Regions from separate parts of the Mus musculus genome. Here region 2 is linked to region 1. The links are chromatin contacts, called in public promoter capture Hi-C maps. All regions are on one chromosome and are shown on one strand. Each heading gives the region's core, a stretch centred on a gene start, on an enhancer-like site or on the middle of the called end of the contact. The rest is flanking DNA. Distances are from core to core; before and after follow the strand shown. Region 1 holds the start of Ikbip (IKBKB interacting protein). Region 2 holds the start of 4933408J17Rik (RIKEN cDNA 4933408J17 gene).

What was found. Promoter capture Hi-C pulls out the DNA fragments that hold promoters and counts their contacts.
Region 2: a promoter capture Hi-C map of hippocampal neurons shows a contact between it and region 1, with 4 times the contacts expected there. The contact joins the promoter of 4933408J17Rik here to the promoter of Ikbip in region 1. A contact is called at or near these places in 2 of 39 promoter capture datasets (hippocampal neurons and pre-B cells), 2 of 115 datasets of contacts at active chromatin or transcription factors (astrocytes and large pre-B cells) and 2 of 9 other capture datasets (adipose tissue and liver).

Annotation. Positions count from the first base shown.
Region 1 is chr10:91,081,507-91,089,067 of GRCm38.p6, forward strand. It overlaps Ikbip (IKBKB interacting protein), which reads left to right and starts at 1,533. Exons shown (of 3, transcript NM_026166.2): 1 at 1,533-1,790. The coding sequence starts at 1,621. It overlaps Apaf1 (apoptotic peptidase activating factor 1), which reads right to left and starts at 1,237. Exons shown (of 27, transcript NM_009684.2): 1 at 677-1,237.
Region 2 is chr10:93,585,420-93,592,713 of GRCm38.p6, forward strand. It overlaps 4933408J17Rik (RIKEN cDNA 4933408J17 gene), which reads left to right and starts at 3,994. Exons shown (of 4, transcript NR_045810.1): 1 at 3,994-4,351. Snrpf (small nuclear ribonucleoprotein polypeptide F) reads right to left here and starts at 4,239. Exons shown (of 4, transcript NM_027246.1): 1 at 4,120-4,239; 2 at 2,579-2,704. The coding sequence starts at 4,122.

The sequences.
Region 1 (7,561 bases), core at 283-2,782:
CCAGAACAGCCAGGGCTACACAGAGAAACCCTGTCTCCAAAAAAAAAAAAAAAAACAAAAACAAAAAACACTTTGACAACTAAGTTCCAATTTTCTCTAGCCTTACTGAACTCATATACATAAATTATATATATATATATAATATTTTTTTTGTTTTGGTTTTTTTTTTTTTTTTTTTTTTTTTTTTTTTTTGGTTTTTCGAGACAGGGTTTCTCTGTATAGCCCTGGCTGTCCTGGAACTCACTTTGTAGACCAGACTGGCCTCGAACTCAGAAATCCACCTGCCTCTGCCTCCCGAGTGCTAGGATTAAAGGCGTGCACCACCATGCCCAGCCATAAATTATATAAATTTTAAACAACTTTTTTCAAACTTTACACAAACTGGAATACTATGGGCAAATTCCCAGGGCCACAACCTCTTTGTGGCCACAACAAAACAGAAAGCCAAAACTGGTCCGAGATACAGACCACAATATAAAGGCTAAGTCTATCCAGGAAAACAGTAATAGTGGTCTACTTCCTCCTTAGATAATTTCTCTTCCTGGTACAAGAGCAGGAGGATGATTACCAAACATCCCGCGTCCCCTGATCTTTCAGTCCCTGGGAGCTACAACAGAACTTGCAAAGAGCCTGCCCAGAGGAGCTTGGGGAGGTGAGACCGAGGCAGTAAACTTACCCAAGCCTTTGCACCGGAGTTGTGCTGGGAAGAGCAGCCGGGGGAGGGTCACTGATGATAATCGAAAGAAAGCAGCCCAGGGAGGGTCACTTATGAGACTAGATTGCCAGAAAGCAGCCGGGGCTCCCGCCTGGCTTCCGGCGACCCCGCGCCCCGGGCAGGTCCTGACACCTCCCTGGGTATCAGCTGCTCGGGGCGCAGGGTGGATGCCCGGGATCTCCAAGCGGCGTCGAGGGGTGGTCACCTCGGTGGGCTTGCCTCGGGCCGCACCAGGGGAGGGTACCGGGACCCAGGGCACAAAAGCACGGCCACTCCAGTCGCCGCTTCACCCCTCTGGCGGGAGCTGCCCGGGCGGGAAGCGGACGCCGCTCGGAAAGCCGCTGCGACTGTCTCAGATCGTCGCCGGTGGCTGATGGCACACACCCCTCGCTGCCGACCCCCACACACCCCTCTCACACCCTTCCGCGAGCGGAGTGAGACGTCTGCTCCTCTAGCTGCCTCCTGGTCTCTGCCTCAGGACCGCGGAGCACTCAAACACCGCTGGGCCCGCCCAGTCCACACAGCGCGCGCCCGGGCACGCAAATTCACTCGCCCAGGGCCCGCCGCCGCGGCCGCGCGCGCGCGCCCCGCCCGGCGCGTGACCGCAAGCCCTGGTTGAGCGTTCTCGCATGCGCGGTGGGGTGGGGCTAAGCCGCGGGCTCGCGCCCAGCTAGACGTGGCACTCTCGGCCCCGCCCCCTCTACGCGCCTCTCCGCAACCTGCGCGCACCCGCGAGCTTGGGTCTCCCGCAGACTCAGTCGGGTAGCGGAATCCAGAGGCGGGGCCAGCCGCTTGAGGGCGGGGCACAGCCTTGGTGGGCGTGGCCTTCCGAAGCTGCTCTGCAGCCACGTCCCACGGCCCCCCTCCAAAGCCATCCTGGCTTCAAGATCTTCAGGGATCCAGACATGTCCGAAGTGAAGAGCCGAAAGAAGCCGGGGCCCAAAGTGGCTGCTCCTGAGCCCGAGAAGCGGAGTGATGGCAGGAAAAACCCCGAGGCGCGGGGGGACGCGGGCTGGGCGGACCCCCGCACTGGGCTCAGCCTGCTGTCTCTGGCGATGACCCTGGGCCTGGCCTGGTAAGTGTGCGATGCTGCAGGCCGTGGGTCGGGCCTCGCGTGGGCGCCTAGCACCTCGAGCCAACCCACTCTCGCTTGAATACGCTCTTTTAACAATGTTCTGGTAGCATGCTCCTGTCGCTGCCCTCTAAAGTCTGGGAACATGTCACCCAGGACTCGGCCCACACTTTATTAAGCATCTACTACTGCACGTCACAAGTTTGCACATACCTAAAAACCACTACTTCCCGTCCACTCTGTAGCTTTGCGGATGAGTTTGCTCCACCCTCCACCAAAAATCGCACTCTTAAAATGTCTGCAGCCTAATAAAAAAAAGTTCGTTGTTGCTGAGCGATAAATGCTAATGAGACTTTCTCCTATTTAGAGCTGTGTGCCTACATTAAAACTATAGTCCTTTTTTAAAGATTTATTCTTGTTTATGTGTATGAGTGTCAGTGTATTTGTGCACGTGTGTGCAGGTGCGCGAGGATCCCGCAAGAGAGTGTCAAATCCAAGAAGCTGGAGTTACCAATGGTTGTAAGACACCAGACATGCATGTTCTTAACAGCTATAAAAGACTATATAGTCTTACTCCTAAATTACAAGTTGAACTGTATGTAACATTGTAAAGAATATGTTTTCCCTTAAGACTAAACATTCGTGTTTTCTTATTGTTGTTGTTTTAGTTTTTTGATACAGGGTTTCTCTGTGTAGCCCTGGCTGTCCTTGAACTCACTTTGTAGGCCAGGCTGGCCTGGAACTCAGAGATCTGCCTGCCTCCACCTCCCTAGTACTGGTGTTAAAGGCATGTACTACCACAACCTGGCTGTATGACACATACAACCCAGCTATATACATGTATTTTTACACTTTATTTGCAGTAGTGGGGGCACCGCCATCCCGCTCAACATTTGTAGCTTTGAAACCAAGCATATATTAGTGATATATTAGTGTAAATGTGGAATAAGAGAGCTAATAGAATTCAGAAAAGACTCTGGATATCCTCCAGGGTAGAGTAGTTTTGATGCAGGTTTATTTCCAGCTTAGTTTATTGGTGACACCCTGAGTCCTTGAGTTTTTTGTTTTTTTTTTTTTTTGGGGGGGGGGGTCTATGGTTGAGTGGTTGGTTTGGTTTTTTGAGAAAGGCTCTTAGGTAGCCTAGGTTAGATTAGAACTCACTATATAGCCGAAGGTGACATTGAACCCCTGATCTTCCTGCCTTCACCTCCCAAGTGCTAGGATTATACTAGGCATTTGTACTGGGTAATGCTTGAGTACTGGGTTTTGTTATAAGTTAATAAAAACGTGTTCAACTGAAATACAGATCATTGTCCTCTTTAAAAAGAACTTTATTTAATGATAGTGTTAGTATTTGAAGAATATATTAATTCTGATCTAAATGTGTTGGATTTGCTGTTTTAAATAAACTATGCATACCTTAAAATGCATGCCTTTTTAGGTAAATGGGGACATGGTACATTTTGTATTGGGAAAGAATATTACTGAGTTATTGTTAGTTCTCTGTAGGGCAGTGTTTCTCACCCTGTGGGTTGAGACCCCCACAGGGGTAACATATCAGATATTTATATTGTGATGCATAATGGTAGCAAAATTACAGCTTTGAAATAGCAATGAAAATAATTTTATGGTTGAGGCTCACCACAACATGAGGAACTGTATTAAAGGGCCACAACTTTAGGAAGGCTGAGAACCACTGCACCAGGGCTTAATACAAGTGGTTTTAGTTGCTAAATTTATTCCTCTAGTTCCCGTTAATTAGACAAAGCCTCATAATCCACTAAGAAACTATGTCATAGAATGTTCAGCTTTTTTGATAATTCAAGTTCAAAAAATGATTCCGTTGAGTCAGCAAGATGGTACATTTGATAAAAGCATTTGCTCTGCAAAGCCAAAGGACAGCCTGAATTCTATCCCCAGCATTCACACAATGGAAAAAGAGAACTGAATCCCCAGAGTTGTCCTCTGACCTCCATACATGCACAGTGGAACACCTGTGACCACACACAGAGAGACAAATAAAAATAGTAATGAGGTGGAGGGCAATTGAGAAAGACAACCAGCTTCAGTCTCTGACTTACACACACACACACACACACACCACAACACACACACCACAACACATACACACACCTTAAAAAGTTGTGCTTCATCTTAGGGATTTAACATTAAGGGTTAAATTAAAGACAAAACATGTTAGTTACACTGATTAGAAAGGTTATTTATAAGCTGAGCTTTGTCTCTCCAAAGTGATTTTTTAAATGTCAAATCAAAATTATAAAGCAAGAGTGTAAATCTGTATCCAAAACTTTATCTATTTACGTTCATTAAGAAAAACTAATAGTGCCGGGTGGTGGCGGCAGCGGCGAACGCTTTTAATCCCAGCACTCGGGAGGCAGAGGCAGGCAGATTTCTGAGTTCGAGGCCAGCCTGTTCTACAGAGTGAGTTCCAGGACAGCCAAGGCTATACAGAGAAACCCTGTCTCGAAAAAAGCAAACAAACAAAAAAACAGAAACAAAACCTAATAGTGATATATTATTTTAAAATAACATACAGTTAATATATTTGGAGTTATTTAAAATTTATATTGAGAAATGTATGTATTTTCAGTATTGCTGTAGACAAACATCTACATAAGACTGTTCCATTGTTGTCTTATAATCAAACAACTTTTATAATAATCATTTTTATTGTTACAATATTTTATGAATTTTAAAGAATATGATAAAAATCGAAAAGTATTGCAGGTTTAGAAGGGAGGCTCTTTGGGAGGAGTTGGGGTACAAAGGGAAAGAAGAATGTGATGTAAGTCTTATTTACTCAAAATATGTTTGTTTTTTTTTTTTTTTGAGACAGGGTTTCTCTGTGTAGTCCTGGCTTTCCTGGAACTCACTTTGTAGACCAGGCTGGCCTCGAACTCAGAAATCCTCCTGCCTCTGCCTCCCCAGTGCTGGGATTAAAGGTGTGCGTCACCACGCCCGGCTTCAAAATATGTTTTTAAATGTTAACAAATTCAGATAAATTGAAATTATGTATCTTTTCTCATCATAATGCAATAAAACTTAAATCAAAAAAAAAAAGCAAGAGTGTAGCTCAGTGGTAAGGGTGTGATATGTGCAGGTGTATGGTGGAAGCCTCACAGCAACATCTGTGCCTCTCACTCTCCACCTAATGTCTTTGAGAGAGAGTCTCACTGAACCTAGGACTCACCAGTTGGCTAGACTGGCTGGCCAGAGAATTTTAGTGGTCCTGTTTCCTCTCACCCTCTCTCCTCATGTGCTAGGGTCACAGATACAGAGGGCAAGCACTTTCCCATTGGGCCATCCTCCCAGCTCCTCAAAAGCTCTTTTAACAAGGAATAGGATTCAGAGCTTTCTCTCTCATCCAGTATAACTTTCTCTCTAACTCGCTCTTACCCACTGATCCATCTCTCCAGCCCCCTCTATAAATCTTTTAATATCTTAGCTAACTCTATTTCTAGGGGTTTTGTTGTTGTTGTTACTAGTGTTAGAAGAGTTTCATATAAAATATGGCATTATACTTTAAACACTTACTGGTTTTTGTTGGGTGATTTGAGTTTTGGGTTTTGTAGAGATGGGGATTCACTAGATAGCCCTGGCTGGCCTGGAACTCACATGTATGCCTCCCAAGTGCTGGGACTAAAGGTGTGTACCATGGCTGGCCTTTTTGGTTTTGTTTTGGTTTTTTGAGACTGGGGTTTAGTCTCAAACTTATGGCAATTCCTGTACTTCTTCCAAGTACTGGGATTGCAGACATGGGCACCATACCCAACCTTGCCCTGGTTTTAAATAATAGAATACAGTCAGTGTTCCCTTCAACATTAGGTAGCTGTAGATGGTATGAACTGATGTTAAATGGGCATTGACCCTAATAGTAACCCTGTAATGGACCATAACTGCTTCCTGTTATTATTTGCTCTTTCTCAGTACCAAGTTGAAAGAGAGGCAGAGAAATCTAAGTCCTCAGTCATCTGCCTGCCACCATGTTAGACTCCCTCAGAGGTGGTGCTATGCGCCATTCACTAACACAGAATCCTAAACTTGCTTGAGGCCTAGATAGACGGCAGCAGCTGTGAGGGAGGGAAGATGCTTTTGGAAGGTCCACACTGAAAGCTGACCCCTCCTGGGTCCCTTTTTCCTGCATCTAACACGTTTAAGACTTCACCTGTGTGATAGTGAAGAAGGCCCAAACAAAGTCCTGCTCCCATAGAGACTTACAAGTGATCGATACATCTATCCCCTACTTGGTTTGTTACCAAATGGGCTCCCTAGTTCAGCTTAGTGTTTAGTGGTAGGACTACGACTATGACCAAGTGCAAGCAGAAGGGAGTCATACTCCTTTGAACAGACAACTGCAGGCATGTAAGAGAGATGGGAAAGTGCACAAAGGGGTCCAAAAGAGAGGGCTAAGGAGTACTAACTTGCCTAACATTCACAAGACCCTGAGTACCTTCAGGACCACAGAGGAAGGAAGCAAGGACAGAAAAGGGAAAAAAGTCATTATTCTATGTGCTTTTATAAACATGAGACTATTTTATTTCTCAAAACCCCAGGAGATATTATCATTCCTACTTTCTAGATAGGAAACAGGAGTAAAGATAAACTTAATTTGTCAAAAGTGGTTGGTTATAGTAAATGCAGAGCCAAAGGAGTCTAGATGTTTAACCTGTGTAATATGTTGCCTCCCCTCAGTGTTAATCCAAATTAAGATCAAGTTTCTGAAGCACAAGGTAGTGGCCCATGCCTTTCATCCCAGCACTGAGGAAACAGAGGCTGGCAGATCTCTGGGAGTTCAAGGCCAATCTAGACTACATAGTGAGTTGTAGAACAGCCAGGGCTACATATGAGACCGTATCTTGAAAGAACAAACAAACAAACAAAAACCTGGGAATAGAGAGTTGGAGATAGATGCTCAGTGGTTATGACTACTTGCTACTCTGACAGAGGACACAGGTTCTGTTCCAAGGGCCCACTTAATGGCTCACAGCATCTATAACTTCTGATCCCCAGTTCTGGCTTCCTCATGCACCAGGCACATGTGTGGTACATATACATACATACATATAGATAAAAACTCAAACATTAAAAAAATAAATAAGGGAGCTGGAGAGATGGCTCAGTGGTTAAGAGCACTAGCTACTCCTACAGAGGACCTCGGTTCAATTTCTAGCACCCATATGGCAGCTCACAACTGTCTGCATCTCCTGTACCAGAAATGTGTGTCTGTCTGTGTCTGTGTGTATGTATGTGTCTGTCTGTCTGTGTCTGTGTGCATCTCTGTGTGTGCATCTGCCGCAGACCCTCTGGGTCCCTGGTCTGCGAGGAACAGGATTTCTTAGGCAGATGGGCAAAAGAGTCGGATGTGACAGACAGCCAAACACGCGAGAATGGTGTTGGATCTGAATGTAATGTTCTGGTTGAGCTTCAGACTTATATTACAACGAATTATCAGAGGATACAAATCACAAAAAGACAAGATACACTGAAATTCACCAGTTACAGCAGAAAGGAATTTGCAGGGACTAATTAAATGTTTACATTAGGGATAACAAGCCCTGCCTAGGATCAGCCTAAAAGCATCAGGGGGTTGTTAACTCTTGATAGGCCTTAAGAGTAGTGTGTCATCAGGAGCTCTAAATTCTTAGGTCTAGTAAAACTTATCCTGTCTGGAGAGTTCCCGCTTATCAGGGTAGTATATCAACTTATACTTGACATGGAATGTAGCCTGTAGTAAAAGATTTCTATCTCAGTGA
Region 2 (7,294 bases), core at 2,744-5,243, 2.5 Mb after region 1:
GTACCCCCCCCCCAATCCCCGTGGACAGAAGCTTTGCATCTGCTGCTCCTTCCAACAGATATGATTTTGTCCCAGATGCCAAAGGTCTCTTTGGAGGCGAGGCTGTTCAGTACTGCACACTCATAACCCTGGTTTTGCTTTACCGCCATGCTGTGGATCACTCCTACGCATCTGTGGTCCACAACCATCTCCCACCACTGGAACAAGCTCAAGGATATGGACTTTGTTTTGCTCACTGTTATATTCATGGTACCAAACAGACAACCAATACCTTTTGGCTAACTGAAGCAACTCAGAAACCGGGCTCGCTCAGAGATACATTTTATACCTCGGGACACTACATTAACTGCAAGATCAACTATTAGGTGGTTCATTTGTTTCAACAGGGTTTCATGTATTCCAGGTTGGCCTGCAACTTCCTGTGAAATGGGGATGATGTTTTAATTTCTAATCCTCCTGCTTCTATCCCAGGAATGACAGAATCACAGGCTTTTTTTCACAGAATCACACCAAGTGACAGGGATGAAACAAAACATTCTGGGGTTTTCAGTGTATTCATAACATTGAACTCTCATTTCTAATCCCACACTATATTCACCACTACAGGCATACTTTCCAGACTTTTCTACAGCTTTTGTAAATAACTCGTTTCAAGAATTTTCCAGACCAAATCTCTCCATATTCTTGTTAGCTGGATTTCTAGTTAATATATCCACCTAAGTAACCTTTAAAATCTGGGCAGAAACTACAATTAAACACACAAAAAAATTAAAAACAGACAAAGTGGCACATGCCTTTAATCCTACCACCCAGGAGGCAGAGGCAGGCAGATCTCTGAGTTAGGCCAGCCTGGACTACATAGCATGATACAGGCCAGCCAGGGCTACATAATGAGACCTTGTCTTAAAAAATACAAGTAAATAAATAAATAGAGGATGTGAGTACCTTGTCTTAAAAAATACAAGTAAATAAATAAATAGAGGATGTGAGTAACATATTTCTCCAAAGATGAAAGCACATGGTTAATACACACATGAAAAGGTGCCCAATGTCATTGGGGAAATGCAAGCCAAGAGGAGATACTATTTCAGATCAGGAGAATAATATTTATACATTAAAAAGAGGAACCTCGTAGAAAACAAGTGTTAGTGCAGATGTGGAAAACTGTAACTCTTGGGTACCATCTGAAGGAATCAAAACCACACAGCTGCTATGAAAAACAATATGACATCTACTCAAAAACAACGAACCAGTAATCCGACTTGTGTATATACTCCAAAGAGTTAAAAGTAGACTTGGAAAAATGCTTGTTTGAGGCTGGAGAGTTGGCCAGAGGTTAAGAGCACTGGCAGCTTTTCCAGAAGACCTGGGTTCAATTCCCAGCATCCGCATGGTGCCCACGGCATCCATAACTGCAGTTCTAGAGTGCTGACGGATGCCCTTGTCTGACTTTGATGGGCAGCAGGCATATACATAGTACACTGACAAGACATCCATAAAATAAAATTAAAAACTAGAAATCAAAATGAATGAACAGGTTGAGAATGTAGCTTAGTGGCAGACTGCTGGTCAGCATGTACAGAGGTCTGGGCTTGATCCCTACAAGAAACTGGACAGATGGGGCTGGAGAGATGGCTCAGCAGTTAAGAGTGACTGTTCTTCCAGAGACCCTGTGTTCAATTCCCAGCAACCACACGGTAGCTCACAACTATTTGTAATGGAATCCAATTCCCTCTTCTGGTGTGTCTTAAGAAAGTGACAGTGTACTCACATAAAATAATGTTTTAAAAAAACCAAACAAACATAATAGACTGTAAAAATGCGTTATAGCTATATAACGGGATATTATTCAGTCCTGAAAAGCAGTAACTTCTATCAATGAATCCTGAAGCTATAATCAAACCAGACAAAAGGACAAAAAGCCTACCCCAGGGCATTTATGGGGCTTTGTTCCAGGGCCTCTAGGACCAAGGGTGTTGGAGCTCCTTGTTTCAAATAGCTGAGCATCTGCATAGAACCTAATGTCCTTCTAATTTCTAGACTGATCATAGCCTAGTACAGTGGAGAAAGCAAAAGGACTGTGTACCTCGAACATAAGATATAATTTCTCTTAAGAATTTTTGATCTGAAGTTAGCTGAATTTATAATACATTCCACTTACATGAGAGACAGTCCCACTCTTAATCATAGGGCTGGATTACAGGTGGATTACAGGTGGTAACAGAACTATTTAATGGGTACAGAGTTCCATTTGAGTACTAATGCCACTGCATCATAGTGCTAATCGCCTATACAGACACGTCTTAGAAAAAGACAGGCTGAATCATTGTTTTCTGTAATAAACTAGTTTTCCCTTCTGCTTTAGAGACCAAATGTCAAAGCTCTGTGTTCTGGTGTAAGTACTCCTAAGAACATCATGGTTCAACCTCCTCCCTGGTTCATACTTTAATCTCGACTCCACTTTCTATTGTCAATCTGTGCGCATTCCCACCAGTCTCAGTAAACCTTTGAGGAGTAAGGTGACACAGTAGAAACCTGGTTTCCTGCTCCTCACCCATGCTCCTCCTCCTCAGCATACCTGCATGTTCATGTAGCCATCCACGGAGACCAGGTAGCCCTTGTACTCCATGCCCCACTTAAGTTTCACCATCACTGGCTTCCCTGTCAGCCCATTGAGAAAGGGCTTGGGGTTGAGGGGTAGACTCTGTATAAAAACCAAAGGCAGCACTCAATAATTTTTGCTTACCTCAGCTTCCACCACCCACTCTCTACTGAGACACCAGTCAAGACTTTATGACACAGGGTAAACTCCGATCCACCATCACTTTATAATTTGCTGGAGGGTGTCTGAGAGAAATTTAAGTACCCATTTAGCCAACTTCATAGTCCACTGACAGAAACGAAAATATGAATTATGCAATTAAATGTCGAATGACAGATGGGAGTGGGGCAAGTGTGTAACACAATGACAGGGCACTGCCCTAGGATACTTAGGTCACTAGTTCCATTTTGAGCACTGCCGAATGGACAAAAGCCCCAAATACCTACATTATCCAAGCTCTAAAGGAATCAAAATAAAGGTACAGGGTGGTCTCTGCAGACATTAAAAAAAAAAAAAAAGCTCAATATCGTCAGTGAGAGGGCCTCTTAATGCTAAATCAAGAAGTATTATTCCCTTTAAATTCATAACCACCCCCATACTCCATTCCACTCACACACCATCCCAAAGAATCTTGGAGAGCACAGGGTCTAAATGAGTAGCCAATTTACGCTGCCTATAATTTATCATCCACAAACCACTTATCAAGTCATGTACTATTGTGACTTAAAAGAATGCTCCAATGGTCTCTAACTGCACTTGACAGAGCCTCATATTTCCTAGGAGGCGTTAAGGTCCCAGGCTGTATTTTAAAACCATCATTCTTGCAAGCAGCGGTCAATTCTTGTCAATTCCAACTGGTCAAACCTACTTTCTACTTGGAACTCGCGCAAGAAATACTCTTCCACCTGCTCTGTGACCTGGATGTCTGGTTATTTGACACCTTCTGGAGAAGAGCGCTCCTCCACTGCGTTATAACTAGGCAGTGCACCTCTCAGAGCATCCTATCAGCTCCCTGCTTAACAATCACCGCTACTTGTAATTGCTTATTTTGTTGTTATTATTTGACGGCTGCCTACCTCCCACTCCTAAGAAAACGCAGAGTCTACCTTACCACCCCATCTTCCTGGCGCCTAAGATCAGTATTAAATGAGTGGAAGGGTAGCCGGGGTTTTCTGCGCCAGAGGACAATCTGCTAAAATTGTCAACAGCAAGGAATAAATGGCGCACTGCGGAGCGTGCTAGGTAGAAATGGAAAACTCGCTTCGGTTTACCCCTACCCTGTGAGCCCAAACTAGGCTACACCTCAGGCTCCGGGACAAACAACACGCGGAAAGGTGGCTGGGGATCTCGGGGAGGGGAAGGGCTTCCGCGCGCGCGCCGCCAAGGCCTCCGACGTCGGGAGCAGGAGCGAGCGGCCAGCCGCGCGGCGCCTCGTGGGGATGAATGGGAGGCGCAGGGGGCGGCGGGCCCCGCGAGGCCGCCCGTCCTCCAGCCCCCGCGGCGCTCATCGTCCTTACCATCGCGACCACCGGCGAGCGCTGCACCCCGCTAGCCGCCGACTCCGCCGCTGCCCGCCCCTCGTGACCGGAGCGGCTGCCGCTACAACCAAGCGACCCGCGCTAAGAGAAATGGCCGACAAAAGCGGCCTGACCTTTCACCTCACGCCGCGTTGTCTCGGCTTCTGTGATTGGCCACCAAAGACGTGTTTACTGATTGGAGGGGATGGCGGTACTGTTTCCTAGCAACCAGGTAAGCGTGTGTTTGTGTCCACTGCTCAAGTTCGAAGTGGGAACGATTGAGCGACCCCAATGTCTTTGCTTCGGGACAAGGGGAAGCTAAGTGCCCTGGCGAACGGACTTGGTTTCTTTAGCTAAAGAAGGTTTAGTCTGTCCTTCAGCTGAAAGAACGAGATCGGGTTCTGGAGGTCATCCTCCCATAGATCCAGCACTTGGGGAACACCTCTGGCACGGCCCCCCTTTTATGGGACTGTTCTTTATTACAGAATGTCCGTCCACTTGCGGGTTTTTAAAGGAAGCTGGGGTAGCAAGACTACGTGAGTGCTAGTGAAAAGCACTCAAGTGGGGCTTTACAACAGTTGAAACCAGGTCAAGTTAAGTCTCGGATAATGTGGTGGCCTCTTGTCGTTCTGATGTCTAAGCATTCCCAGAACCAGAGGCCAAAGGAGGTCCGTTTACGTGTGTTTGTGAATAGGATGTGGGGAATTATTGACGCTACCACAGGTTAATCGCTCTGATGGAAAGTTATCGATCAGAACCCCGTTTAATTTCCCCATAATCTCAACATTTCAGTATCGCTTCACCTGTGATATGAAACCCGTGTAAAAAGAGTACTTTTTTCTTTTTCGGGAGATCTAACCCTATATGAACCTGAACGGTTTTTTGTTTGTTTGTTTGTTTTGTTTTTTTGGCATGGATTCCCCAAATAACTCGAGATTCGAGATTGGCCCAGGCCTAAGCCTAAAGACTGTCGTTTATATTATTAAAGTATGCCAACACATTCTGGGGGTGTTGGCTCAATGGAGAAGAGCGCTTTTCGCACGTGAAAAGACCTGGGTTCGAATCCCATCCCCACATGGTGGTGACTCACAACCATCCAAAGTTTCATGTGCCGGGGACCCATCTCTCTCTTTTGACTTCTGTGGGTGCCAGGCCCTCCCGCGGTGCACATGCGCACATGCAGACAAAACATGATAAAGAAAATTTTAAAAATGATGCTGCTAATCTCAGATACATTTTGATCAGACCGAAATCTTAGCTCGGATTTTTTTCCCATGGTAATGGAAGAATAATTACTGTTCCTGACACTCAAATATGCTCTACTTATTCAGTCAGCATTGACAAATTTATAAATCTTAAACTCACAATCCTGGGGATACCTAGTCCAACTTCTAATTTAATACTGTAGGTGATGAAATACTGGGAATTAGACTCAGACAGATTCATGTTAGTATTTTTCTCCTTGTATTGAGCTGTCTTCCGTATTCTGCAAAGGACCAAGAGTAAAATGCACAAGGAGAGATACGTAATAAAACCAAGACAGACAGAATATTTGTCTCCCAGGTTATGGGAGAAACCAAAGTTACAAGACTGGGGGATGTACCAGTTACAAGTTTCAAATTTTCTACAATATTTCTACAAGTCCAAGCACCCAGAAGAAGCAGTGTTTCAGGTCCTCTGACCTGTAGTTCCTCAACTTCTAAGCCCCATCATCTTTAGAAAACAGACTCTAAAGCACAGATCTCAACCTGTAGGTCACCACCCCTGGGGGGCAGGGGGGTTGAGTAGCCCTTTCCCAGGGGTCATGTATCAGATATACTGCGTATGAGATATTCATAATAGCAAGATTTCAGCTATGGGGTGAGCAACAAAAATAATTTTATGGCTGGGGGTCTCCACAACATGAGGAACTGTCTTAAAGGGTCACAAGCAATTTGGAAGGTTGAGAACCACTACTCTAAAGAACGATTTAAATGAGAACACTTTATGGGCAGACAGAATCTCGGGGTGGTGAATGAGGCATAAAGACAAGGGAGACGAAGGAGACACATATGCTATAAGGTTTATGGTTTTGAGTCTGTTGGTGTTTCTTCACAGAGACAAAACTAGTTGCATAGTGCTATGTGACCATATCTGCACAGGCTTTGTGGAAATAGGCAGTGGAGAACATCAGAGAGAGAGAGAGAGAGAGAGAGAGAGAGAGAGAGAGAGAGAGAGAGATATTGGGGGGTTTCTTTGCCTGCACATCAGTCCCCTCCTGCCTCCTAATGTCCCCTGGAGAGTTCCCACCTCCTTACTAAGGTGGCAACTCGAAAATCAGATCCCAGTTTAATAGTTTAACAGGAGTGCCTAGATGTGGCAGAAGGAGCCTCTGGGGTCAGGTTCAGGTGGCAGAACTTGAGACCACACTGAATAAGCCGGTCACTGCAGAGGATTCGGGCTGTCCCGTTTGTAACCAAGATCTAGGAGCCAGACAAAACTGAGAAGACCTGAGGTGACACATACTGTGCTTGTATGCAAAGGTCATAGAAAAAGCAGTGTGTGAGGGAGCAGAAGATTTGAAAGAACACCGTTATAAAGTACGTAATAGGACATGAGACTGTCGCTGTGGCTTTTAAACTTTTAAAGCACAGAGCACTTTTTTCTTTTGGCTCCCAGCTTTCAGGATTTCAGTCCACAATCAGCCTGTTTCGTCCCTTTTGGCCTCTGCCGTCAGGCAGAACTTCATGATGCCAAGAGTATATGGTGAAAGACCATCTCATGCCAGCCATGAAGCTGAGAGATATAGACGGTGCTAGGGACAAAATACACTGTTCCAAGGCATGATCTCAAGGATCTAGTTCCTGTACGTAGAGCCCTTGACCAGCATGATCAGCAGCGCCACTTCAAGTAGTAGCTTCCCACACTGGGCCATCTCCCGTGCGCATACCTTTCCTGTCCTGCTCAAGCGCTGGGATCCCATACTGGACTGGGCTGCCTCCTGGGAGCCCATTCAACTGTGAAGTCACCAGTGTAAGATGAGCACCCTCTGCTGGGCGGTGGTGGCGCACACCTTTAATCCCAGCACTTGGGAGGCAGAGGCAGAGGCAGGCAGATTTCTGAGTTCGAGGCCAGCCTGGTCTACAGGACAGCCAGGGCTATACTGAGAAACCCTTCCTTGCTATCCAGTCACCTC